Regions from separate parts of the Danio rerio genome. Here region 1 is linked to region 2. A link is a contact called in public HiCAR-type data. All regions are on one chromosome and are shown on one strand. The core of a region is the stretch at or near the end of the contact, and the rest is flanking DNA. Distances in the headings are between cores, read along the strand shown.

Region 1 (7,454 bases), core at 2,663-5,162, 150 kb before region 2:
CCAAACTATTTTACATTTAAGTTGCCATGAATAATGTCCTAATTTATTTAATAATATTTCAAAATAAATAGAAAACATTACTTTAAATCACGTTAAATAATTCATTCATTCATTCATTCATTTTCTTTTCGGCTTAGTCCCTTTATTAATCTGTGGTCACCGCGGTGGAATGAACCGCCAACTTTTCCAGCATATGTTTTACGTAGCGGATGCCATTCCAGCTGCAACCAATTTCTAGGAAATTAACAAATTCAGCATAGCTTTTAAAATTATAACTTAATGTAATACAAACATAACAATCACATTTATAACACAGTGGAGTTCAATCTGCCTTTGACCAGCTTAATTTGCTTGAGAAGTCTCTGCATTGTCAGGTAACAGTATGTACATTCAAACAAAATCTGATTAATTTACACCATTTAATTGAAACATTTATTTCAGTTAGCTTTTAACAATAAAACATTGAAACATCCCCATCATTCTCCCTCTCATCTCAAATGGGATGGTGGGCCAAATCAAAGGTTAGCATGGTAAACTTTGGCCCCCGGGCCCTAGTTTGGGTATAACTGCTCTAGATGCTGAAATTGTGTTAAGGAGAAAGTATAAATCAGATTTCAGTTAAAAAATAAAACAAGAGAAATGTTGCATGCACCTACCCTTTTCTCTGGTTCTATAATGACGGCTTTTTCATCTTCTTCAGACACCAAAACACAGGATGTGAAGGAGGATTTAATCATGTTTATAACTAGATCATTGGACAGGACATCTAGCTTTTTCACCTGGTCTCCTGTAACATTTGTGCTTCCAGCAATTCCATAGCTAAACAAAAAGAAATAGAGATTTGTAACTGTGATATATTCATATTTGATTCATATATGACATGCTGGTTTCCTTTCTCAGTACTGATACTGTAGCTTCTTATGAAAGAGTCGACCTTTGGCCCCTATTTCAACAAGTGAGATATAATCATTGCCTCATTCTGTAATGTCTGTTTGCAAAGTGCTTGCACTGACCAGCCACTGCAACACCACAACAGCATAGAGTAAATATATCTTCAATTCTGCAAGCAAAATGCATCCGAAAAAATGCCACTGATGTAATTTAAGGTTTAAAGTACTTTATTTAATCTATAGGCTCACTAAACTACATTGCGCTGTGTGTTGAACACAAAAAATAAATAAATAAATAAAATAAATAAATAAATAAATAAATAAATATATATATATATATATATATATATATATATATATATATATATATATATATATATATATATATATATATATATATATATATATATATATATATATATATATTTTTTTTTTTTTTTTTTTTTTTTTTTTTTTTTGGAAGAATGCTGGTTGTTGAGACCCACTGACATCCACCTTCCACAGTAGGAACAAAAATCACTATAGAAGTCAATAGATTTCAGCAACCAACATTTTTCAAAATATTTTCTTTTGTGTTCAACAGAAAAAAAAACCTAAATAGGTTTTGAACAAGTGAAGGGTGAGTGCATAATGACATAATTTTATGTGAATCTCTTTAAATTGAGGAAAATCTTCTCATATTTGTGTACCATCGAAGGTAGAAATAATAGAAAAACTCAGTGTCAATATGCATATATTGGAGTGTAATTTGGCTCAACTGGATTAAAAATCGAAATATTTGTCTGGTGTGAAAAATGCATTAGCTGGTACTCACAGATTGGCAATGCCTGCTTTTCTGACAGCAGTGGAAATGGCTTTGATGGCTGTGCACATGGAGTTGAGAAGGGTTGTAAGCTCTCCTGTTCCTTTGGCTTTTCTGCCCTCTTCCAAGACAAACCTGGTGAGGGTCACCACATTGGTATCAAATGCACCTCTGTCAGACATGATTACTAACTGCTAGAGAGTAAAACCTCTTCTGAGTTCCTGCAGATTCCTGTCAGAAAGAATGTTTTAGAAAGTAGTCTAGATATTTGACTTGGTTTAGAGGGGGAGTGATGGTAGTTAACCAATTGCAGGTATCGTTGGAAGGGAGGAGTGTTTTTTTTTCTCTTTTGCACATGTAGTAAATGGAGGGCCTGGTTGAAGTCCAAAGAGATTATCACACTGAGTACACGCATGGGGACTGTCATTCGGTAACAATAGAGCTGATTGTATCAACTTTGATTTGTGATTGACTGATTGATCATCTAAGCACCATGCATATCTACTTTGTATTTGCATATTAGTCTCAGTTTTAAGAGCTGTGCCTGAAGTGTTGAATAAAGATTGAATAAACATTTAATATATGTATTTTTTAATTATTTAATTATTCATATTTTATCATGTATTGTCAGTATTTGTAGATATATGTTTTGTAACAATCATCTGTTTACCCAAAGATGCACATCAGACATTGTTGTGACTAATGATTGATTAGCAGTACAGAGCTGTCAGCAGAAGCAGCTCATGTGCACAGGGTATCCGTGATCAACGTGCAATCCAAAGGTTAATGTGCTGTCCCCTGCTCTGAAGGTTAATTGGCCGCAAAATAGTGGAGCAGTGGGATTCTTTTGCAAGATTGTAACAAACAGGTTTCTTTACATTTCAACTCTGATCTTTGTTCCACATTTCGGCTTAAAGACAAGGTTACAATAATGCAAATTATATAATAGTCCAGTTTAAATACATTGTAATGTTCCAAAGAAAAGGAAAGTGAGTTATCTTATATCTTATATTTTCATTCATTCATTCATTGATTCATTCACTCGTTCATTCGTTCATTCATTCATTCATTCATTCATTCATACATGAATATTCATCCATTCAGTTGCAACCCAGTACTGGGAAACACCCATACACTCTTATTCACACACATACAGACAATTTAGTTTATTCAATTCTCCTACAGCGCACGTCTTTGAACTGTGGGGGAAACCAGAGCACCCAAAGGAAACCCAAGCCAACACGGGGAGAACATGCAAACTCCACACAGAAATGCCAACTGACCCAGCTGAGGCTCTAACCAGCGAGCTTTTTGCTGTGATGCAACAGCGTTACTCACTGCGCCTCAGCACCATCATATATTTTGTCTGCTCATATATATTATGCCATTTTTTAAATATAGATCTAGTTTATGGATATATAATTGCATTAAAGGTGAACATTTAATCAGTTCTGGCTTTCTTTGAGAAGCAAAACTACAACCTTGGCCTTACTAGTGAATCATTATTTACAATAAGTGAATAGTGGAGTTACAGGAATGGTTTTATATTGCTATTTCTATATAATCAATATATTTAACTAAGTACTATATCTGATGCATTCACTCACTACTACCCACAATCTGATTTTGATTGCACAGCCAATTGATTTCTTGAAAAAAACATTTTCAATAATAGTGCGTACAAAAAAAAAATAACATAGAGCAGCAGATGGCCCAAAAATAGCCATTTTTGTTTTGATGTTTATTTTGAGTGAGGTAAACTTTTTTTTTATTTTTATTTTGTCGTATTTTTTACTATAAGGTGACACTGTGGCTCAGTGGTTACCACTCTCGCCTCACAACAAAATCGCTGGTTCGAGAACAGCTTGGCCAGTTGGCATTTCTGTGTGTTTGCATGTTCTACCCATGTTCGCGTGGGTTTTCTCCGGGTGCTCTGGTTTCCCCCATATAGTCCAAATCCATACAGGTGAATTGGGTAAGCTAAATTGTCTGTAGTGTATGTGTGTAATAAATAAATAAATAAATAAATATCATGAAATAACAAATTTTACTTGATATATATTTTATAAGCAAATGAGACAGTAATGTTGGTGTTTACAGAAATGTATGAGTTTCAAAACCGTCAGTCATATCCGTTGTAAGAACGAAAACCGCCTTGTACCTTTAAGAGAGTGCTGCAGTACTTCCGGGTTAGAGGGCGGAGTGGACAAGTCCAAAACATTTGTGAGAAAACGCGAAGCTGTTGCAGAACCACGGTCTGTCATGGTGCAGTGGTGAATTATTTTGCATTTATGAACCAGGTTTGTATTTATCGACCTCCTTTTTTTGTTATATGTGTTCAAGTCAAGGGCTTAACGTAAACATTATTCATGAAACTTGCTGCATAAAAGGCTTTAGTGTCTGGCGTCTTGTGTTTATGTGATTTCAGAAAGTATCAGACAGTAAATCTCATTCAAATGTAAAAAAAGTACTGTGCTACTGCAGCACTCCGGCTAACTGTCAGATCTGTTATTGGCCGTATTACAAGTGTACTTGACCTACTTGCAGTTTGAGGCTCAATGTGAGATGCTTACACCTGAAACAAACCATGCAGGTGCAAGTGTTTCTCTGAGACAGTGACTTTGAACATTGCTTTTCCTTTTTTCTGTTCTTTTGCCTACTATAACTTAGTAGTGTAGTTAGTTACTGTATATTTTATAATACGCGAATGTACTTAACTAATAATAGGTACAAGACGAATAGGTAATAATAGGAATTCCTCTGTAAGATATTTTGTTAGGGATATTGCATCTTTTAGATCCCAAGGTGTTAAAAGAAGGGACCACGATTTGAAAACGTAAAAGACATCTATTCATGATTTTTAAAAATGTATAGTTCTAAAATATACTTGTGAAAATATTTAAAAAATTACTCTATTACTTATGTGATAGTAAAATATTTGCATTGAGATATTTGCAGTACCTGAAGCAAATTTATTAAATTATTTAAAGTGTTATTTTTAAATTATTTGATCATAAATTTGTATGGTCAATTTTAATATAATATTTATTTATTTATTTTTTTTTATTCTCTGTTTACTCGTTTATTTTAATCACATTTTGGTTAAAATATTGTTTAATGTATTAACTATTGTATTAGAGCAATTCCAAGCAAATGGCAACCTTGTCATTACAAAAATTACGTTTTCACCAAAACTGAGAAACAACTTCTACATTTTTTGTGCAGGCTTGTATTTTGCAGTACTTTAAAATGCTCAAAAATGTTTCTGTCAGTGTTTTCAAACTATTATATTTGTTTTACCAAAGTCTGATATGTGCCAATATCACATCTGTCACATCCATAATAGAGAGCTGTCACATTCTCAATGAGACGTTTTCCTTAGAAATGCAAAAAAAAAAAAGTCAAATAAAATTAATCATGTTTATAGAGAGCCAACTCTTATCCTGTCAGTGAGCATTGTTTCTTTTGGGTTGTGCAGTTTAATTCACAGAATTTTTACAAAGTATGTTAAATACTGCAAACTTGCTAAACTCACATGTTTATTTCCCTCAATTAAAATATATACGTGTATAGTTTGACATTTTTCTGATCCCGTAACTATGTGGTTAGTTTTTTTGGAAAGTATAAACAGATATGTCAATATAATGTTAACATACGCTTTCTCTTATTTAGACCCCATAGCTCTACCCTGTTTGAAAATTCCAACTGCAATTTATACCAACAGCTTCAGTGTTTGCCTCAGAATATTTTCTCATTTTCTTTTATTTAAAAATGTTACTGGTTTTCCACTACGCTAAACTTGTAAATGAGCAGAATCGCTGTTTATTGTGCTTACTTTTCTTGAAGCCATATGTCTGTTCTGTTATTTGTTGCATTTTATTTGAGCATTTCCAACTGTTAGTCTAACAGCATTTATTTGCTTGTTTGGATAACGATAATTAATGTCATTTCATCTTTTTCTTGTTTTTTTTTTTTTTAGAATGGCCTCCTTTGGCTGGAAGCGTAAGGTGGGGGAGAGAGTTTCCAAGCAGACGGTACAGCAGTTTGAGCAGGACTCGGAGCAGGCGGATGAGGATGAAGTTGAGCGAGAGGGAGTTGACTGGCTGCATGTGATCAAACGGAAACGAGAGGTGCTGCTGGAGGACTGCGCTGCTAAAAGCAAGAGACTAAAGGAAGAAGGAGCCCTGCTTGCTGAACAGGACAGGTAGACCATTGTATCTGTATGTTCATTCAAACCAAACATTTAAATCCAGCAGCTTTATGTTTTAAACAAATATTCCCAATTGTCGTTTAAGGGAGAGGATAATTTTATTCAACACATTTTTAAACATAATAGTTTTAAAGTCCCTGTTAAATTAAAATGACGTTTTTAAGATGTTCATTCATTCATTTACTTTTTGGCTTAATCCTTTTCTTAATCTGGGATTGACACAGCGGAATGAACCGCCAACTTATCCAGCTTATGTTTTACGCAGCGGATGCCCTTCCAGCCGCAACCCATCACTGAAAAAGTTTTTAAGATGTTAGTATCAGGACATTAGTCTTAAAGGACACTTATTTTACCCCTTTTACAAGATGTAAGATAAGCCTTTGGTGTCTCCAGATTGTGTCTGTAGAGTTTCAGCTCAAAATACCCATCAGATTATTTATTATAGCCATGAGAATACGCTTCTTTTGGTGCCTGAGTACATTTCAGCTGTTTTTGTAGCCTGTGGCTTTAAATCCAATTGAGCTGCTTTTCCCTGCCTACACTTCCCCAATGCATGTATTCTTCTCATAATGTGTTACGTCAGATAAACAGCACAGTGACAGAGACAGACTCGGATGAAATATCTCGCCTCACAGCAAGAAGGTTGCTGGTTTGAGCCTCGGCTGGGTCAGTTGGCCTTTCTATGTGGAGTTTGCATGTTCTCCCTGCATTTGCGTGGGTTTCCTCCGGGTGCTCCGGTTTTCCCCACAGTCCATAGACATGCGGTACAGGTGAATTGGATAAGCTAAATTGTCTGTAGTGTATGTGCGTGAATGGGTGTGTATGAATGTTTCCCAGTGATGGGTTGCGGCTAGAAGAGCATCCGCTGCGTAAAAAGCATATGCTGGATAAGTTGGCGGTTTATTAAACTGTGCAACCCCAGATTAATAAAGGTACTAAGCCAAACAGAAAATGAATTAATGAATGAATGACACCATGCGGTCATAGTGATTATAGCGGTTAAGAATTATATTATAATTTTACTGTCTTTATTACAAACATGCTTTGTTTTAAAAACATGCACTCCGGTGCTCACCGTGACCCTAGTTCGATTCCCGCCTTACGGTCCAATACTGATTCTTCCTCTCTCTCTCCTTCCCATGCCTTCATGTCAATAATCTCTACTGTCCCAACAATAAAGGTGAAAACCCCTAGAAAATTATTATGAAAAAATAAAATTATAAATCTTATAAAAATCACAGAGAGTTGTAACAATTATTTTAACCCAAATGTTCTACAAAAGTTGTTTTCATCATAGGTGCCCTTTAATCTATCTATAAGCTAGCGTGCTACAAAACAGTGACAAAATTCACATTTAGAAAATATAAACCTCCAAAGCTTGCAGTTTGTCTCTTCTGTCTAAATGAATCTATTTTTGACATCACCTCATACTTCAGTTTCTTATTAAATTTTCTGACCAATAATGCTTTTTATTAAACACTATTTGCTTTTTTTTAAGGGGAGGCCTTACTTTGTATCCCACCTTGTCTTCATGTTTCAGTTAAATATATGT
Region 2 (7,050 bases), core at 2,245-4,744:
ACCAGGCAACATTTTTTCAATCTTCTATTGTCCAATTTTGGTGAGCCTGTGTGAATTGTAGCCTCAGTTTCCTGTTCTTAGCTGACAGGAGTGACACTTGGTGTGGTCTACTGCTGTTGTAGCCCATCTGTCCCAAGGTTGGACATGTTCAGAGATGCTCCTCGGTTGTAACGGGTGGTTATTTGAGTTACTGTTGCTTTTCTATCAGCTTAAATCAGTCTGGCCATTCACCTCTGACCTCTGGCATGGACAAGGCATTTGCGCCCACAGAACTGCTGCTCACAGAACATTTTGTTTTTCCGATCATTCTCTGTAAACCCTAGAGATGGTTGTGTGTGAAAATCCCAGTAGATCAGCAGTTTCTGAAATACTCCATCCAGCTAGTCTGGTACCAACCGCCATGCTACATTCAAAGTCAGTTAAATCACCTTTCCTCCCCATTCTGATGCTCGGTTTGAACTGCAGCAGATCATCTTGCCCATGTCTACATGCCCAAATGCACTGAATTGCTGCCATGTGATTGGCTGATTAGAAATTTGTTTTTGATGAATAAAGGAAAATGTACGTACTATATTATATTATAATATAATAAATCACAGCTTACAATAAATGAAAGCAGACCAGCTCTTTTTAACATTCAAAATGAAAAGAATTCTTGAGCATCACATTACATGATTTCTGAAGTGACCTTGAATGATGGGGAAACACTAAACAACAGGAATAAATGACTTTTAAATATATTAACTTAATGTGAATACATTATTTGTTTTATTCTTTTGTTTGTTTTAAATTATTATACAATATTGCAGTTTGGGTTAGAGAACAAAATTGCAGTTTGTATTACATTTATACCTGGTAAAAATTTTACCAATATTTTACAATATAAGCAGTGTACATTTTGTATTAAATTTATTATATCAGTGCGTATATTGATGCTATAGTGTTGAAATACTTTAAAATAATAAATAAAAAAATTGTTAATTCATTTGTAAGCGCAATGAATAATGTTCGATTAAAGACATTGTTCAGACATTTGCCCCACTCATCACAGGTCACTCAGTATAAAGACTGTGTATATTCCATGGTAATGATTGTCTGGTCTGGTGTCCCGTGCCGCGATGGGCTGATTGTGGTCCCATTGGTGCAGCTACCATAGCAACAAACATCGTTGTCATGACACACACCACTTCACGTAATTGCAGCTCAAATAATTTAATTCTCTTCCTTTACTTTCATTCTCCAGAACTGACTCACAGAAACCCAAACTCCTGTCTTATTTCAAATGTAAACCTCTCTCATACAGCTATAAAAATACACAATCTCTTTTTTTATTTTACTTTTCTTCTGACACATTCTGTCACAATTTGACAAAAACCTCTGACTGGCTGACATGTGACCTTATTATATATTTATAACAGTCTTTCTCTTTTCCAGATGTGAAATACTGAATTTTTGATGTACTGAATCATTTCCCCCTTTCAATGCAGGCTCATGCTGTGACTGACAAACCAATTCATCTGCCTAAAATATTTACACACATAGATAACAAAAAGTACTTTATATATACGTTTGTCTTTGTTAATCAACACTATAACTTGCATATGAGAGATCAATACAGTGAATCTGCTGCACAGCTCCAGGTGAAGCTCAATGACACAGCTGTATTTGAGCCCATCCACCATTATAATGGCACTGTAAAATCTGTGCCATGACTCTGCCTGTCATGACATCATCAAGATGGGACAAGGAGGAACACCCTCTTCTTCATCAATTCAATTCAATTGATGTTTACTTCTATAGCGCTTTTACAATGTAGATTGTGTAACAGCAGCTTCACATAGAAGATCATAGTGATTTGAAACAGTATCAGTTCAGTTTTCAGAGTTTAAGTTCAGTTCTGTTTAGTTCAGTTCAATGTATTTTAATATTCCCTGCTGAGAGTCCAAACACTGAAAAGCATCCATCGATGCGCAGATCTAACCATGCAAGCCATTGGCGAAAGCAGCAAGAAAAAAACTTCACCAATTGTTGAAAGTGAAGGTTAAAAAACCGCAAGAGAAACCAGGCTCAGTTGGGCACGACCATTTCTCCACTGGCCAAATGTCTTGTGCAGAGCTATCAGTATAGAGTAATTCATTTTTGCATGTCTTTAAGATCTTTCTAAATGTGCTGATTTCTCAGAAGAACATGACAACAAAATGTTGCAAACAAAGATAGAAAATATATCCTATTATATTTGTGCATTATTCTGTATAAGCATGAATTCTGTTGAACAGATGTAGAGGCTGAAGGTAAATAAATAAATTTTACCGGTGAATCAAATGATCAGCTAAAGGGTCGCCCCAATGGGCATATTTCAATACAAAATCAAAAGATAAAAAATACAATAGAAATAAAAACAATATGTTTGGCATGTTAAGTAATTACACGATGGTAAAGTGTTATCCTTGTGACTATTCACATGTGACATCATCATCACAAATTATTTAAACTTTACAAATCCAAGATCAAACAAAAAGTGCTCAGTAGATAAAATAATGTGTCGGTGCTCTTTGGGTAAGGGATTCATCAGAATAAACAGCAAAAGGAAATCCAAGGCACTCAAAAAATGTGGTGAAAAAAGACATTTTTAAAATGTATGTTATACATTATTTTCTAAATGCAATAAATTGTCAACTGTGACAGAAGAAATGGATATTTCATAAATATTTTTTTTTTTTAACAAATAATAAAATGAATAATGGTGACACTGCGGAGCAGTGGTTGGCATTGTCGCCTCACAGCAAGAAGGTCACTGGTTTGAGTCCCAGCTGGGTCAGTTGTCATTTCTGTGAGGAGTTTGTATGTTCTCCCCGTGTTCGCGTGGGTTTTCTCCGGGTGCTCCGGTTTCCCCATAAGCCAAAAAACATGTGGTACAGGTGAATTTAATATACTAACTTGTTTGTAGTGTATGTGTGTGAATGACTTTTTCCCAGTTCTGGGTTGCAGCTTGAAGGGCATCCGCTGCATAAAACATATGCTTGATAATTTGGTAGTTCATTCTGCTGTGAACATTCCCCTGATAAACAAAAGGACTAAACCGAAGGAAAATTAATAAATGAATAATAATAAATAAATAACAACTAGTTTCAAATAAAAACTATTTTAACATTAGAATCAACAACAACAAAACAACTTAATTTTACCAAAAAAAATTGTTTTAAAGGTTAAATAAGGTTTAAAAATGCTGGGCTAATACAACAACAAAAATAAATTCAAGGCTGAACTTTTATAGATATTGACACCCAAACCACATGTCAACAAGTCCAGTGTTGCCGATCATTAATCCTGGACATCCTTATGTAAGGCTTTTCAGGGTCCCAGTCGCTCTCGCGCGGGTTTATGATTTTCTCTGACATCAGCTGGAGAAGAGGAGAGGAGAGGCAGCGGCGGCGGCTCCTCATCACGGTGACACTCAGTCTGAGGATATAAAAGCCCGCGCCACTCCTTCTCCACAGAGCAGCTCACTTCAGCTCGCCGGACACCGAGTGACAGAGTGTGTGTGAGACTGAAATATAGAGCGTGTCTGAGAGAGAATGGCGACGCTGGTTGATACTGCGGAAACTCCAGCGCCCTTCGGCGGAGTCGGCAGCCTCAGGAGCACGGCATCACCCACAGCCTCGACACAGCACTTCGACGAGGGCAAATATTACCTGCTGGTGGTCATTGGGGAGCTGGTCACTGACGAGCATCTCAAGTGTGCCATTGCGGACATTGAGAAAGGTAGCTTCGCTGACACCAGTGATTTATGTATTTATGCCACCGGGTATTTAAAATTACAATCGGAGACATGTATCTCCCGCAGTCGCTTTCTTTCAAGTTCAGTCGTGTAACCTTGAATAAAAGGGTCAATTGAATAAGTGATTTCTGCTGACTGCAAGAAACTTTCCGTGCATCATGTTTTTGGGTTTCTTTGTTGTGTGAATATGTATGGAAAGTGTAGCGCAGCCCCTCCCTGTTAGTAACCGAGTGCACTGTATGTCTTATCAAAGCGATCGCATCGCGCCACCCCGATTCCCAAAGACATCATCATCATCATCATTACCATCATCCTCATCACCATCAGCACCACCGCTGTTTTCGCAGGGTGTCTATCGGGTCGTCCAGATGTGTTGTTTTTGGCCGAACTTCAGTGTTTGACTTGTGTTGTGGGCTAGGATGATTCAGCATGCATATTTATAGCGTGTCGATCTGGTTTCGCCGGGGCGGAGGGTCGTTATGTGGAGCATCGATCTGCTCTGCAGTCTGGATGTGCAGCATCATTCTACGTCTGCGTGGATTTGACGACGAGCGTCGGCTCTTTGTTTCCTAAGCTCGCGTTTTTTATACTGTATCTTACTTTTGATGGTTCTCGAGCATCGCCATAAATAATCAAGCTATAAACACTTAAATCACCTCATCGCCTAATTAAATCAGTAGTAAAATGTTAGTATTAAACGGCTTGCCCTATTTGATAGATAGATAGATAGAATGGCGTTGTTAGGCAAAACTGTAACTTTTTGTCCACTTCACTAGACATAGGGAGCTTGTTGCTACGCATCCTGATTTATTCCCATCCTCTACATACTCGTTTCTAGTCCGACACCGGCTGGTAGGCGTGGCGCGTCCGCACTGCAGTTCCTACGGAAAGTCAGAAGGGCCCCGTGTACCTGCCAAAAAGGGCGTTTCGGTTAGTTATGGGACACCAGAGTCATTTCACACATCGGTTCGTTTCTATTATTTGGCTGTTCCTTGCGAGTCAAGAAGACGAAGCGTACGTTGTCACGTGATCATATGTCTAAATAAGCTCAACAAAGCAGCATGTTGGCGCTTATTGGTTTTTAAATTAACCTATGCTTCGATATCTAAATAATAAATAATGTGTTTAAAGTAGCCCATGTGCCTCGTGAATTTGACACTGCAACCAATGACAAAACTCATAACTTATTTTCAGCAAGTGTAGGCTACTTACGTGGACACTTATTCTGTGGAGTAAAAATGAAAAAGGTCACCTAATTGTGTTTCTCATAATTACAAGTTTAGAGACTCACAAATAAACAATAAAGTAACATACACTTGGTTTTTCTACAACAACATTTAGAATAGTGACTTTATATCTCGTTTTCTTTTTCTGAATTACAAGAGGATTAAAATGAAATGCTCTTGAAAGGGTTTTTTTCAATGGCAGCTCCTAGACTTTCAGTCTACTGTCTTATTAAAATATCTCCTACTTTAGAGACATTTCAGAGGTCAATGAAAAAACACCTATTTTTAGCTTTTAATCCTGTGTTGTAAATTGTATGTATTTGGGCTGTTTGTATGTATTTTGTGTTTTTATGTACACCACTTTGGTACACTGGTTGTTTGAAAGTGCGTTAGAAACACAGTTAAGTTGTGTTGAGTTGAGGATAAAATTAGTTGTGCAGTCCAAATTTAGCTTAAAACAGTTGTAGAATAAAGAGGGATTCTCATTATTGGTATTTAATTAAGTGTTTCAGTTTGTCGACTTCGCACTAAACTTTTTTAAACTTTACTTTCAGTTTTACTGTGCTTCACAGGCTCACTGTCTCAGGTCATCAAGCATAACATATCTGTTTGTTTTAGCGAGTCCCCTTCTTGTCCGTTCGATTCTGATGCAACCAAACAGGATAAATGTGCCTTATATGGCCCGTTTCCACTGAGTGGTACAGTACGGTATGGTACGGGTCGGTACGGGTCACCTTTATCAGGCTTGTGTTTCCACTGCTAAAAGGGTACCAATGGTACTCTTTTGGTGGGCTTGGTGTACGACAGAAAGTTTTAGTCAACGTCACTTTTGCTCCAGAAAATGTCTACAGTAAAGCTGTACGGGTCATTCACATATCATATGAGAAGCACTTCTCACAAAACAGACGCTTTATACACATAAATACTTGTTAATAAATGTTTATTACTAACTTTTCTATGAGCATAATTTGATTATAACTGCAGATCATTAACAGCGCGAAATAGCCTACTGTAACGTACTGTAACTACTGTAACGTCTGCAATTATATAAAATTAATAAATAAGTGCAACATATATGAGCACATACTGCCCCTTACAGTCTCTGATATGTTATCAATTACAGAAAAACTACACACAGCATACATTTAGTCCTTATTATGGTTCAAAAACAACGCGAAATATAGCCCACAGTCAGTGCAAACCTCTCATACTGTATGTCTGTAATTTTCAGCAGCACATGTAACCTCTTGTTTGAAAATATTTTCATCATTCTGAGTTCATAATAGTCCAAAAGGTGATGATAATAGTTAAACATAGCAGTTTATTCAAGTTTGCTGAAAAAATAATTTGCTCCTTTTTCCCAGCTTCTCCTTTATTTTTTCGCGCTTCACTCTCACGTTTGTCAGTTTCTGAAAGGATTGGGTTTTTAAAACGTCAATAATCATGTGCACATTATTATCATCAGCTCAATACATATACATACACATACACTTTCTGAAAGATTCACTCTTCATTCCTTTGAAGCTGCCACTCTGGAGCGCAAGTTTTCGAAAGGATTAGGACATGAGACGAGCCCTTCAGAAATGAAAGCAGCCTCATTCTATTTCACAAATCATTCACACCATTTTATTATCAGTTTCATCTTCTTAAAAAGATCAAAATGAGAAGATTCCCTTGTGAACTAATAGACAGTTTTAGTTACTGCCACTGTTTGGGAAGCAAATAGTCTCTGATTAGATCCCTGTGAGCGTGACATTACACAAGGAAAAGATCCTCACTCTTTGATTTTGCTTATCAGGAGGCATTAGCATTGCTTTGAGGTCTCTGCTTCAGTTCTGAACAGTGCATGATTGTTCAGATTTACTTGCTACTGGATTCACCTCAATGAAAGTGTATCTGCTTTTTTATTTTGAAAAACATTATAATAAACAATATTTATCTTGCATAATAACTGGATCAAAATGAAAGATTGCTGTGCTGTAATTTTATGTACTGTCATTAAAGAAATTGAAAAACTTCTAAAATTCTAAACAATAAAACCATTAA

What was found. HiCAR-type assays count read pairs that join an accessible place to other places.
Region 1: a contact with region 2 is called in a HiCAR-type map of caudal fin, with 12 times the contacts expected there. The contact joins the promoter of ttc33 here to the promoter of map1b in region 2. A contact is called at or near these places in 8 of 18 Hi-C or Micro-C datasets (caudal fin, embryo, fibroblasts and 3 more) and 4 of 4 datasets of contacts at active chromatin or transcription factors (caudal fin, embryo, gastrula embryo and 1 more).

Annotation. Positions count from the first base shown.
Region 1 is chr5:36,078,005-36,085,458 of GRCz12tu, reverse strand. ttc33 (tetratricopeptide repeat domain 33) reads left to right here and starts at 3,912. Exons shown (of 5, transcript NM_001002722.1): 1 at 3,912-3,992; 2 at 5,672-5,896. The coding sequence starts at 5,673. fbp1b (fructose-1,6-bisphosphatase 1b) reads right to left here and starts at 1,926. Exons shown (of 7, transcript NM_213132.1): 1 at 1,705-1,926; 2 at 657-819. The coding sequence starts at 1,874.
Region 2 is chr5:35,923,385-35,930,434 of GRCz12tu, reverse strand. It overlaps map1b (microtubule-associated protein 1B), which reads left to right and starts at 3,494. Exons shown (of 7, transcript NM_001128201.2): 1 at 3,494-3,762. The coding sequence starts at 3,576.